Regions from separate parts of the Rattus norvegicus genome. Here region 1 is linked to region 2. The links are chromatin contacts, called in public Hi-C maps. All regions are on one chromosome and are shown on one strand. Each heading gives the region's core, a stretch centred on a gene start, on an enhancer-like site or on the middle of the called end of the contact. The rest is flanking DNA. Distances are from core to core; before and after follow the strand shown.

Region 1 (6,584 bases), core at 694-3,193, 150 kb after region 2:
TGAAGCTTGCCTGGCAAGCTAGCTCCTGGAATCCACCTGTGTCCACTCCCAACACTGATGTTATGATGTTATAGGCATGCACAGCCACACACTGTAGCTGCTGTGTTGTTTTTGTTTTGCATGGGTCTTGGGTATTTGAGCTCACAGCATGTACTCTTACCCTTCTAGCCATATCTTCAGTCAACCCTTTCCCATAAGAGACTTGACAGCCCATAAATTTGGGGGGTCCTTATGGATCTTGAAGCCAATGCCTCAAGGATACTGAGAGATGAGTACAAATGCTTTTGCTTTTATGAGGATGATGGGGCAAAGTAATTGGAGTATCCCATGGACAAGAAACACTCATCAAATAATGAAAGAACAAAAGCTCAGTTAAGAGTTGATGAGGCCATTTCAACATGGTGGACACCATCGATCAAAGCTGTGCAGTCCTGGGGTTGACAGGACTGATGGAAACTTTGGTGCTTTCATTTGTCTTTGTTTTTTGGATTTATTCTGATATACATAGGTTGATCTAAAAATCTCCTTTATAAGCTAAATCCTGCTGACAACTGCTTTTATTAATTTCATTTTTTGTTATACTATTTCAACCTACCAATATCAAACTTATTGAGGAGGGATTAGGCTTTTGTTAAATACCAGCCTAATAGCCTACTTAGAAAAAATAATTCAATTAAAATGTGCTAAAGATCTGGAAAATATTTCTTAGAAAGAGACATACACATAGCCAACAGGCGTATAAAAATGAATGCTATTACCAATCATCAAGATGGAGCAAATCAGAATTCCTGGGGAACAACTATTTAAAACCAACAAGGAACCATGCCCACAAGGATGTGAGAAGGAGGGACCCTTATTCACCGTTAACAGGGTTGTAAATTATTGAGACTGTTGTGAGGAACCCAACAGGAGGCCCTCGAAACAGTGAAATTACCACACATGCAGCATTCCCACCCGTATGCTCTGAAAAGAGGAGGAGTTGGGAAAAGTAGGGAGGTGGGACCAGGATGGAGTCAATGACACCATGTTAGTAACAGGAAGGATAAGTTCTGGGGTTCTGTGGCACAAGAAGGGCACATACTTAGCAACAATACACTTATATCAATTAACCTGAATCACTACCCATATACCCACAAATCAAAACGTTACATGCACCTCACAAATATTTGCAAATACTTACACATGCCTAGTAAAATATTTCTAAAAGAATTCATGTTACACTGTTCTTTAAGCCTATTCTGTGCACGGTTAACTTATCTAAAACATTAAATAATAAGACCTCATTTACCAAACTCTCCCTCACAAAACAACATCTGGTCATTTCTCATACAGAGTTTTAATAAACCCTACAACTCAGTGCCATTTGTTCTTGAAGCAAGATTTATAATTCCATAGACTGTGATGGATAGTACACTGGCTAAAACACTGCAGACCTCAAACAAACTCATTCCCTTAGTCTTGGGTCCTTCCCACTGTGAAATATGGAGGCATGTAGGAAAAAACCCTCATGAAGGGCATATTAAAAACACACAATAAATGGTAGCTGTCATTATTTTTACTTCAATTTTATTTCTCTGTAAGCTAGAAATAAGTGGGGGAAAGGATGGGGAATTTTCCTCAGAGCAAGCACACTGTCAAATGGTCTGCATTTTGTGGCTGTGTAGGACTCATGGAGAACAGAAAAGCCAAGGAAAATACACTAACATTTCACTGAGTCTACTCCTTGGCTAAAGGACTTAGATGTATCCCTGTCCCTGCAAAGCCCAACTTTAGTTTCCTGAGAATAAGATGTTGCAACAGCTCACTTGAAATGCGTTTTCGAGTAATGTGGATTGTAAAAATAACAAAGAGCAGAGTCCCTTTTAAAAGCAAATATACAAAGTTCATCCCTTTGGACTGCAGACTTCTATGTCCCAGGATAACCGACAGAATTACAACTTCACAGGGCAGCCTTGGAAAGGTCACAGCTGTTTCCAATCCACTGTGCACTGCTCTAACAGAGTCCCACAGAACAGGTGCTTTATGAGAAACAGAGATTCTGTAGTTCTGGTGGTCGGATCTGGTGAGGGACTTCTTATCAGTCATAGAGGCCATCGCATGAAGAAGCGCAGCAAGAGAGGTCAAATTTGAAACCTAATGCTCCTTTATAAATAGCATTGACCAATTCCTCAGGGTTAGAACTCCCGTGGCTCTGTACTGTCTTGCTTAGGGTTTCTGTTGCTGTGATGAAGCACCCAGACCAAACAACTTAGGGAAGAAAAGGTTTATTTGACTTACACTTCTATATCATAGTCAATCACTGAAGGAAGGAAGGATGGAAACTCAAACAGGACAGAAGCCTGGAGGCAGGAACTGGTGTAGGAGGCAGTGGAGGGGTGCTGCTTACTGGCTTGCTCCTGATGGCTTGCTCACCTTGTTTCCTTACAGAATCCAAGACCCAGGGATACCATCAGTCACTACTTAAGGAAATTCCCTACAGCTGGATCTCACGAAGTTGTTTTCTCCATTGAGGTTCCCTCTCTTCAGATAGCTCTAGCTATGTCTTTAACAAAACCAGCCAGCTCAGCTATTCTCTGTATTTAGTTACTTTCTCATAGCTGTGATGAAATACCTGACACAGCCACGGAGGGAAGGAAGGGATTACTTGGCTCAAATTTGAGGGTACAGTCCAGTCACAGCAGGGAGGTCATCATGGCTGGAGCTTGCATTCACAGAGATGAATGCAGTACCCAGATGGCTCCCCATTTTTATTCAGTCAGGGACCCCAGCCCAGCTCAGTTTAACCCTATCTAGAAACGCCCTCCAAGGCACACTCAGAGGCTTGTCTCTTTGGTGAGTCTGGATCATTTCAAGTTGACAAGATTATTCATTACCTCCACCATGAGGACCTGCCAACCCTAGGTTTCCTGTCTCAGTCTTGTGAGTGAGCTCAGAGACAATTACCCAGCCTTAGCAGCTAAGCCTCCAGGTGCCTGCAATCTTAGCTGATAGCTTAGATTCCCGACCCTAGGAAACTATGTGAGATAAGGCTTGCTATTTTAAACTGTCACATTTTAGGATAAAGGACCTATCTGACCTGTTTCAGGGTATGGCCTGTCTGAAAAGGTTGTCCTTACACTTAGAGAAAAAGACACATGTGACACAAGCTGGAGGACACAAGAAGTTTTAATATTTAGGGAGGAAACACTATAGGATAGGTATATTGTCCCCTCCCCCTTACATCATCTCTGAACCCACAGGCTGATGTCTGCCTGGTATTCGATGGGATGTCTATACAGGTCAAAAGACTTCTGTACTATTAATAACTGGCTGCCATCCAAGACTCTTAGTTGTCCCCATTTTACTTCTACCGGGCCTACCTCCATAGTAACCAAAGCATCAGTGGGTGCCTTGGTCCCTGAGCCCATTCCCATCCACAGGGCCAGTTCCAGCCCAGGATTCATCTGCCTGCTATGCCAGAGAGCTGACCAGATCAAAGCAGGAAGTGGTGCTGCTTAGCGAAGTCAAGCCCCAAGTCACGCCCCTCTGCCTGTTCTAGTGACACTATTGTCTGTTTTGCTGCTACAACAAAACAAAGAGACATTATCAAAGTGCCTTCCCCAAGAAGTTCATGCTGATAGGAGCTGGATATAGATGTCTCCTGAGAGACACAGCCAGAGCATGTCAAATACAGAGGCGAATGCTAGGATCAAACCACTGAATTGAGAACGGGACTCCCGTTGGAAGAATTAGAGAAAGGATTGAAAGAGCTGAAGGGGCTTGCAACCCCATAAGAACAACAATGCCAAACAACCAGAGCTTCCAGGGACTAAACCACTACCCAAAGACTGACCCAGGGCTCCAACTCCATATGTAGCAGAGGATGGCCTTGTTGGGCACCAATGAAAAGAGAAGCCCTTGGTCCTGCCAAGGTTGGACCCCCAGTGTAGGAGAATGTGGGGGTGGGGGATTGAGGGGGGTGGATGGGGAGGGGAACACCCTTATGGAAGAAAGGGAAGGGGATAGGATAGGGGGCTTATGTCCGGGAAAACCAGGAAAGGGAATAACATTTGAAATGTAAATTTAAAAAAATCCAATAAAAGAAAAAGAAAGAAAAAGAAAAAAAGTGCCTTTCTTTCCAAATTGTTGTGGTTCTTCATAATTCTTAAAGGGCTAGCTGTGAATTGTAAAGGAAGTCAAGGGTCTAGATGGAATCAAGTCAAATTCATTTGTAAAAATGCATATTGTACAATGTATACTGTATATTAAGAAACAGATTACAAATGTAAATATATAATAAATTTAACTTGACACTATAAAATGCTACATACAATATGTACTATAGATTAAATGTATGCTTTATGGGAAGTATACTATAAATATAAATATATAATAAATTTGACTTGATGCTATAAGACATTGTGTACACACACACATCTAGAACCACATAGGGCCAGAGTGTGTTTCCATTTTTCAATTTTAAACCAACAATTGTGTGTGTTTATGACATGAGGTGTGATATTGTCACGTAGGTCTTCAAGGCACTGATCAGGTTGGTGAGTGGTTGTATTTAGGACCTTTGTGTGTGTGTGCACATGTGCATGTGCATGTGTGAGTGTGTACATGTGTGTGAGTGTGTATGTGTGTGTGCACATGTGCATGTACATGTGTAAGTGCGTACATGTGTAAGTGCGTACATGTGTGCGAGTGTGAGTGTGTGTGTGTGTGTGTGTGTGTGTGTGTGTGTGTGTGTGTTGGGAACATTCAACATCATTGCTTCTAGTTATTTTGAAATACATGCTAAGTGTGTGTTAGCCCTAGAGGCCTTAAGTGCTATAGAGCACTGGTGTGCAATCCTCCTAGCTTGTCGCACTTTCCAACCCACTTCCTCATGCTTCTTAGCCTCTATGCTGTTTTTAGTAACTAGGAAGAGTGCTTTGGTTTCCAGATTCTTGATGTTTCTTTCTTATTGTACACGTGAAACCTTAAAGAACAAGTCTTTCTCGTCTGAACCACGCAAATCCCAGGTGAACATTCCTCCCTTAGTTGAATCTGCCTACTGGGAAGTACTGAGAGCAGCACCTGGTACACAGTAGGTCCTTAATAAATGTCGACTCCTTTCTTTTTATTTTCCCCTGACAAATACCGTGCCTTGGTAATGATAGCAGATGTCTCTGAAGACAAACACATAACTAGTTTTCAGAAGCAATGGCATGAGGTCCTGGAACACAGCCAGTCTGGGCCTGGCTTGGCCCCTGGAAAAGGGTTATGGCATTTATTTTGATGACTGAGATAGCCTTGAGCAATTTCTCACTGACCTGTCAAAGAGACTATTGCCTTTTACTGTTGCCTAGTAAAAGAGCACGCTGGGTAGAGGGTTAGCTGCCCTTCCACAGAAGTGGGAGCCAAAGATTGCCTTTTTAGAGTAAAGTGTCTAGCCCATGAACAGGCCCTCCGTGTGGGCATGGTTCATGTCCTTCCCAGCCTATATGCCCCATTTCCACACAGAGCTGCTGGCCTGGGCACCTGAAGCACCTCCACTCCAGTGGGCCATGTGCAGAGTCCTCACCCCTGGGGAGCCTCTGCTTCCCAAGTCAGCAAGCTGGAACCGCTGGCTGCCTGTGTGGGGAGCTCACCCATTGAGAATGCACATCAGATAGGCTCACAACTCTGCTCTAGCCTGTTTATCCCACCCAAGGGCAGTGCTATTGGCCAACTAGAAGTTCCTGAGACTACTTTGTCTTTGATTTGAATGTGACATTGCATCATGGTAATTATAGGGTAATTCATGGTAATTCAAAGGCAGTCTAACCCACTCCTGTGATACTCAGAACCTGGAGGCAGTAGGATCTCCAGTTCCCAGTCTGCCTAAGCTGCCTAGCAAGACCCATAAATGTGTGTGTGTGTGTGTGTGTGTGTGTGTGTGTGTGTGTGTCTGTGTGTCTGTGTGTCTGTGTGTCTGTGTGTCTGTGTGTCTGTGTGTGTAGTGGGGGCAGGGGTGGTGAAGAAAATGTAATAATAATATATGTGAGAAAAAAGTAAAGCTTAATAGAAAAATGAGCAACTTATAAAAGGAGAAATACAAATGGCCAACATGGTTTGAGAATTACCCAGCTTCAGAGAGACAACCCAGTCAGTAAAGTGGTTCTGATCCCAGAACCCACATCAAACAAACCACCACAACAACATGTCCAGGTGTGGTAAGAAGGTAAGGTAGTGTGACCATGTAATCTAGAACTGAGAAGGCAGAGACAGGGAGATCTCTGAGGCTCATTGGCCAGTCAGTCTAGTCTACTCAGTGAGTTCCAGGGCAGTGGCAGACTCTTTTAAAAGCAAAAAAAAAAAAAAAATTTGGGAAAGTGCAAGTTGCCCAAGGAACAACAGATACATACAAAAGGAAAGTAGCCAGCCTCTTGCCTAGCATGTGGGAGACCCTGGCTTTGATCCCAAGCACTAGGTGAAAATGGGGGGATAGAGAAGGAAGAAAATGAATAGATCCTACTTCATTAAGAATCAAGGAAATTGGGGCTGGGGATTTAGCTCAGTGGTAGAGCGCTTACCTAGGAAGTGCAAGGCCCTGGGTTCGGTCCCCAGCTCCGAAAAAA
Region 2 (7,227 bases), core at 1,895-4,394:
AGCAGGCTTAAAGACAGCTCCCTGCATCTCACTCAGTGTTTCCTTCCCATCAGAAGTCCTGTCAGATCTAGGGAAGGGAGATATCTCTGGGCTCCCTGCTGGAGTCTTTTCTTTCCTGGGGACAGAGTAGAAGGAGAGCTATGAGGTGCGAAGCAGGAGTAGACAGACAGAGGCTTCTCCAGAAGCAGAGGCCTTTGCTCTCTTCCCTCCCCTCAGAACCCTCTCTTCTTGCTTAGATTCAGAGCAGGTACCAGAAGCTAAGAGCAGGGTCAGCATCCACACTGGCAGCTCTGCATTCAGTTACATTTCTTTATAACTGAGTCTGTGAGCTTGGTGCAGGAAATAAGAACCTGGAGGGTCAGGCAGAACTCCTTAGCTCTTAAAGGTTCTGTTTCCCCCGCTGGAAAAATGGGGCACATAGAAGCAACCCAGCAGAGAGTAAAGGAGGCAGCCAGGTGTGATATACCAGCTTCATGCAAAGCATTCCACAGAGCCACCCGCCCCAGCGAGCGGCCTTGCCTGTAGCCACCTTTAAACAAAGAAGCTACAGTGATCCAGTCACCGGGCACAGGCCATCAACCAGCCCCTGCACAGGTCTGGGGCTGTCTCCTGAGCATCACATTAGTTGGGGTCACCTCTGTGCAGAAACACCATCCCAGCACACACGTGGGACCTGCTGTGGAGAGGTTTACCTCTTCAGTAATCACTGGTTGTTCCCAGTATTCTAGGTCTGAGGTTGTCCTCACCTTCTTTGAAAGATCGCCTCTGGATCAGGTGTTAAAAAATGATAACGTCCATAAAATCCAACCCAGCTTTCAAAGTCCTGTGAAAATATCAGGTAAGAGCCTTGCTGGAGGCCTGGGAGGACTGCGGTGAAGGTGTGGGAGGACTGCAGTAAGGGTGTGAGGACTGAGGGGAAGGTGTGAGGACTGAGGGGAAGGTGTGAGGACTGAGGGGAAGGTGTGAGGACTGTGGTGAAGGTGTGAGGACTGAGGGGAAGGTGTGAGGACTGAGGGGAAGGTGTGAGGACTGAGGGGAAGGTGTGAGGACTGAGGGGAAGGTGGGAGGACTGAGGGGAAGGTGTGAGGACTGAGGGGAAGGTGGGAGGACTGCAGTAAGGGTGTGAGGACTGTGGTGAAGGTGTGAGGACTGAGGGGAAGGTGTGAGGACTGAGGGGAAGGTGTGAGGACTGAGGGGAAGGTGTGAGGACTGAGGGGAAGGTGTGAGGACTGAGGGGAAGGTGGGAGGACTGTGGTGAAGATGTGGGAGGGCTGTGGTGAAGATGTGGGAGGACTGTGGTGAAGGTATGGGAGGACTACTATGAAGGCACAGGAGGACTGTGCTCAGTGACTGTGGTGGTTGCAAGACCTTTCCAGTGTGGAACTGGAGGAGAGGTTCAGTCTCCACCCTTGGACTCCAAAAGGTCACTTCCCCAAAACAGAGAAATGATCCCCGAGTTCTTACTAAGCTGTGTAAGTGCCTTCTGCTTGGTGACTGCTGGGTATGTCCTTCTTACTTCCAAAGGGGTTAGCTTGACATATTAGTTAGAATTTACTTAAGATAGAGTATAACAATGATGAAAATAATTAATGAGGCATTCTTTTAAAAATATATTTATTATTTTAATTCTGTGTCTGCCTATGTGTTTTGTCTGCATGTCTGTAGTATATATATTTACATGTGTGTGCCTGGTGTCCACAGAGGCTAAAGAAGGCATTGGATCCCTCAGAACTGGAGTTGTAGACGGTTGTGAGCCGCCAGGTGGGTGCTGGGAACTGAGTGTGGGTCTTCTGGAAGAACATCAAGTATTCTTAACCGCTGAGCATTTCTCCAGCCCCAGGAAAGCATTTCTGAGGTAATGACTGGAACCAGTAGGCCGACTGACCTGCGGAAGTGAGGGAGCCCCTGAAAGGCAGTGTTGAATCTGGCAATCGGCTTTAAGGAAGCTCTTAGCTTTGGCACTCTGGACACTGACGTTTACTGTGCCTTCTAGCACCGAAAGGCAGCCTCTGTAAGGTGGGATCACCATGGCAGGAGCTACGTAGGAAGGAAGGAGCCCATGACCTGTTTGCTGTTTTCCTGAGAGCTGGCTCTACTTGTGCAGAGAATTGTATTTTGTTTCATGTTTTGTTTCTTCAAGAGGCTAACCATTAATTCACTACATAGCCGGGGCTAGCATTGAACTCACAGCAGTCCTCCCCAACTATGTCAACCTCCTTAGTATTGGAATTGTAGGCAAACACCACATGCAGGGTGGCTTTGGACCATGGTACCGAGGAATAATACTTTGTAGGAAAAAGAGCTCATCCTGGTGGCTTCCAGGACTGGGTTAATCAGCTGGTGGCCTAAAGGGTGACACTGGCGTTTATAAGAGGAGAGGGGGACATAAAAGGAGATCCAAGATGGCCTGACTTGTGGAAAGGAGGGGAGAGGAATCTGTTGTCCATCACTGCCTTTCTAAATGGTGAGAAGCTGATGGAACAGGCGCTCAGAGCCGTCTGTGGGAGAGGAGGGAAGACCGGAAGGGACAGAGTGATGTGCTATTGTGTCTTTGTCACACAGGGATGAAAGTCACATTTGTGTGCACAGGTGAACTGGGTGGATGGGTTCTAGGACCTGGCGAGGGAGAGTCCATGACCGTGAGTGCACAGGGTGGGTGCCATTGTGTGGCAGCTTCCTGGGTTGTCTTAGAGGAGAGTGGGCAGTTTAAGGTCCTAGGAGACCTTTGTTAACCTGTACCTGGGCTCTAGAAACTTCTATCCAGATGATTGCATGTAGTGAGACTGTTTGTCTGGATTGTCTAAACAATGGATGACTTTTGATCTTGTCATATCATCTCCAGATCTTGGGTCTCTTCCACTGGACTCTGGTCATTGGTTGTGCTGTGACCTCAAGGGTCACCAAGGCAAACCCTCCCCCCCACTGTCATTCTCTCCAAGTCTTTCCATTTAAGAAATGGATGTTGATGGCCAAGGCCTACACTGACCTTTCTCTCCTTCTTTTGGGGGATTTCTTCCTGCACTCTGACATTTGGAGAGATGGTGGGTACCGTGGAGTTGGCACAGAATCCCCTCTCTGGGGATGGGGATTTACGGAAACTGGGCCTTTTGTGTCCTATCTTTTCTCTTTGAATGTTGAGGCTGTAGGTGGTGAGGGCTCCACCAGATGGCAGCAGGCACTGATTGTACCGAGTATCTTCAATATTCTGGTGCCTTGGCAAAGATAGCCACTCAGATTTAAGCATTCATTTCCTGTGTTGATCTAAATGTTTATCAAACCCAAGGGCACAGAGATCTTCAGTGTTCTGCGGTGCTGCTGGGACTACACAGCACAAAGGAAACAAAGTTCTCAGCTTCACCTGGTCACGCTAGTAGAACCGATAGAATTCATCCTCAGAAGTGGGTTGTTCCCATCAAGGTTTGAAAGGAAATACATTTTTTTGTTGTCCTTTAATCCACTATCTATTTAATCTTAGCCATAATTTTTACTATATGGGGATAGAAAAGCCATCCAGTTAATAAAAGGATATTGTTTATGTGTTCATTCTGTTGGAGTAAACTGATACTATAACACCAGGGAGGACTTAGGAGGGAGGAAGACTCCTGCGAATGCTTCCGAGGCTGGAGAAGAAAAGGCTGCAGAAGTAAAGGGATCACAAAGTTGGTGACCTGGAAGGGTGGTGGTACAGGGCCCATGTAAACTTCGCCTCAGTTACAAATTAGGAAAATCACCATTGCCACACCTTGTACACTAACTGGGGAATGTTGCAAAAAATATCCTTTGAGGAAGATAAGCTAAGACCAGTGGGGGGAAAGGAAAAGGAAAACCAGGGCTTTCACAGTGTCAGGCTTACTTCAGGGACACCGGGTTAGCATCACCAGTAGTCCTGTGCACACTGTACATACAAGCACGCCCCATACTTTCACAGAGGGTCGCTCAACACGCTGTGTGGGATTCCTCCCAGCGACATATCACCGAGTTCTAACCACCTGGATATCCAGCTCCAGGAGGTGTTGTAAAGTAGCTCCTTACAAGGTGTGCACGAGAAACAAGAACAGACCAGAACCGTCAGAGTCAAGGAGATCAAGACACAACAGCTCAGCGCAGCAGGGTCCTGGGTTACATCTGTAGCAGAAGCAAGTGGCAGTCATGAGTCACTAGAGAAACCCCACTGAAGGAGCTTTACACTCAGCGGCATCGTCCCCTTGGCATTCCCTGGATGTGATGAGGGACCCTAACTGTATGAAGTACTGACAATGGGGTGGGGGTGGGGGGCTGCTGTGGGTCATGTGGGAGCCCTGTCTGTGCCTCCATGGCTTACCTGCAATTCTAAAGTTAACTATTAATTAAACATTACAGAAGATGAACACAGGAACATAGAAGCATCTTGTGGTCTGGAGAATGGCTCAGTGGCAGAACCAGCAATGCGAGGCCTTGAGTTCGATCCTTGCACAGGGCGTGGGGTTAACCTGAAAATGAACTGTTTCTAGAGTTAGGGTTGGAGCCTGAAAATTGAACTAGCTAGTGATTTTTGCTGTGGATCTTAAACTGACATGTGAGAAACTCATATCTTGAGTTTGTTTGAAACTGGGCTGCAGGCACTGTAATATTTCCTTAGTTACAACATTTTCTTCAGTTTTTTAAATTATTGTTGTTGTGCGACCACAGGTGGAAATCATGACCAAGTGTCATGGTAGTAATTAGTATTATCTGAGACTTAAGTGTTTGATAGAGTGATAGATAAAGTGCACATATCACCTTGTTTAATGTGCAGCTGAACTCTGTAAAGAGGCTAGCAAGCAGAACTAACCTGTTCTCCAGGCACAGATAGCAGGAACAGGGTTGGAAACACGATATACAGGGGGTCAGTGTGCACACGTGTGCTATAGTCTGCAGTCCCATAACATGAACATCAACAAGGCCTTACTGAGCTTAAAGGCACAAGTCCTTGGTGGACAGCACCCCTGTTGGTTACTTTCCTCATTACTGTCACTAAATACCCCACCAGACACAGCTTAAAGGAGAGAGGGTTTATTTTGACTTCCAGTTTAAGAAGGGACACGCCCATCCTATGGAGGGAGGCGAGGTTGTGGTGGTGCGTTACACTGTATCAATAGCCGAGGGGCAGAGTGGACAGGAATTAGGGCCAGGCTATCAAACTACAAACCTAACCCTAAGTGACTCACTCCAGTGAGGCTCCCCTCCTAAAGGTACCCCAACCTTCCAAACCAGCACTGCTGGCTGGGGATTAAGTGTTCAGACACACGAGCCTACAAGGGGATATTTCACACTCAAGCCACAGCAAGAGTAACTTCCCATTCAGGAGGCTGTTGTTCAGTGTGTAGATGGTGTCTGGGGAGGGCAGTGCTGCAGGCCTATTAGCAGAGTGGTCATTTTAAACCGATGGCCCCCTGCATTGAGACACGTGACAAACTCACACTTCCTTTATTGTAAATTTTGGATAACCCTTCTTAGGTTTTTAAGTGATAACTCTTCTTTTTTTTAAAGATTCATTTTATTTATATGAGTACACTGTAGCTGTCTTCAGACACACAGAAGAGGGCATCGGATCCTATTTCAGATGGTTGTGAACCACCATGTGGTTGCTGGGAATTGAACTCAGGACCTCTGGAAGATCAGTTAGTGCTCTTAACCACTGAGCCAACCCTCCAGCCCCGTGATAATTCTTCTTAAGGCATTGTTTTTTAAGTGAATGAAAGAAATGAAAATATAGATGTCACAGAATCTTTGCTCCAGTGTTAGCTAGCTCAGGCATAGGGAGACCAATGTGTGTCTGGGTAGGTTTTGAGCCTGTTTTTGTACCTGCCTTTGTGTTCGTGTTTCTTGGTAAGCCATCCCTTTCCAAGCTGGCTTGGAGTGGATGCGTTGAAAGTTGATAGACTCCATCTGTGTGCTCATGAGTTTGAGACTGGTGGCTCAGCGTGATGAGGGTAAGGCTGGGGATCCATGAGGAACCCGGGGCTTCTGGGGACCATCTTTGATAAAATACTAGCAATTTGAGCAATATCCCTCTGAGGCTTGGATCTAGGACTTTGAGAGACTGAAGACTAATATGCCTTAGTGTCCTCAGGGCCCACCTGGCCTTGGGAACTCTAGATGTCAGTAATGTTTCCAAAGACTGTTTGTCATAGACATCTGAGGAGTGACTTGCTCCAAATCTATTCTGGAAGAACCAGTAAAGATTCCATATCCTTGACTCTGCAGTTCACAATCAGCAAAGATTCGGCATGCCGATGGCTTCAGGAGTTTGTACAGGAGTCTCTTGTATCCCAGGATCCCTTCCCCACCCCGGATTTCCTGGGTAGAAGGGAGAAGGAGATGTGAACTGTCAGTTAGCAGTGTGGAGGCTGTACTGGGGCTGCCTGCACTTCCTCAAAGAGACAGATTTGGGTCAGAGTTAATAAGAAGGGTAAAGAAAGTGGCTCTCTGCTGCCACGCCCTCTGAGTGGGGAGGTGAGAGAATGGGAACTTGTGTGTGGTTCAGTGATTTTCAGTCTGACCGCTCACTACCTGAGCATCTTCCCTTCGCTCTTTGACACAGAAATGACCCAGCTGACCCGAGTTCCCAGACTCCTTACTTATTAGTTTGCTGAGTCCCTCCCCAGTGCTGCAAACCATTGGGTGGGAGGAGCAAGGAAGACGGCTGGGGAGGGAACCACAGCTGATATCCCATGAGTGTAGCTGAGGGAGAAAACATGCTGCAGGCGACACATGACACATGCTCACCCCTTCTCCAGAAAACCAGGCACACATTTCAGCAAGTGCTTAGCAAACTGAAGAAAAGTCATTTTGTGAGAGTGAAGAGGAAACCTATTTTTCTTTATTTCTTTCTGGGTAGCTCCCTAATTCTCTGTATATGGACAGAGGTTCTCAGAAATGCCTAGGAAGGTTAAAAATAATCAGTAAGTGATCATTTTCATCATGAAAAAAGCAAATCTGCACACTCAGGAATAAATTAAACTATGATCTGGTGGGGAGGGGGCTAAGATAATCCTTTAGAAACAAAGGCATCGCATTCAGCAAAGATTAGGCAGGGAAAGATGCTCTTGTTGGCTGTGTGGGCCTGTAGAAGAGGAAAGGCTAAAGTCAGCTGTGTCCCTAACGTGAGGATTCAATCTGTGGGCTACACGTACCCAGCATGTGGGGTATGTGCTAAGTGTGTCTTTTAGGGAAAGAGCCTTGCTGGCGACTTCAGAGGTGGCCCTG

What was found. A called contact is a pair of places that touch in the nucleus more often than the background predicts.
Region 1: a contact with region 2 is called in a Hi-C map of liver, with 4 times the contacts expected there. The contact joins two enhancer-like sites. A contact is called at or near these places in 3 of 12 Hi-C or Micro-C datasets (kidney and liver).

What each region holds. Positions count from the first base shown.
Region 1 is chr17:30,645,533-30,652,116 of GRCr8, forward strand. No RefSeq gene overlaps it. Among named protein-coding and RNA genes, the nearest start is that of Slc22a23, 100 kb to the right of the region's middle. Within about 2 kb of position 1,944, at least 2 of the 93 cell types and tissues checked have an H3K27ac peak or open chromatin away from gene starts, as enhancers often do. A contact at or near this core is called in liver, where this site is marked.
Region 2 is chr17:30,497,892-30,505,118 of GRCr8, forward strand. Pxdc1 (PX domain containing 1) reads left to right here. Exons shown (of 5, transcript NM_001025719.1): 3 at 721-838. Among named protein-coding and RNA genes, the nearest start is that of Pxdc1, 20 kb to the left of the region's middle. Within about 2 kb of position 3,145, at least 2 of the 93 cell types and tissues checked have an H3K27ac peak or open chromatin away from gene starts, as enhancers often do. A contact at or near this core is called in liver, where this site is marked.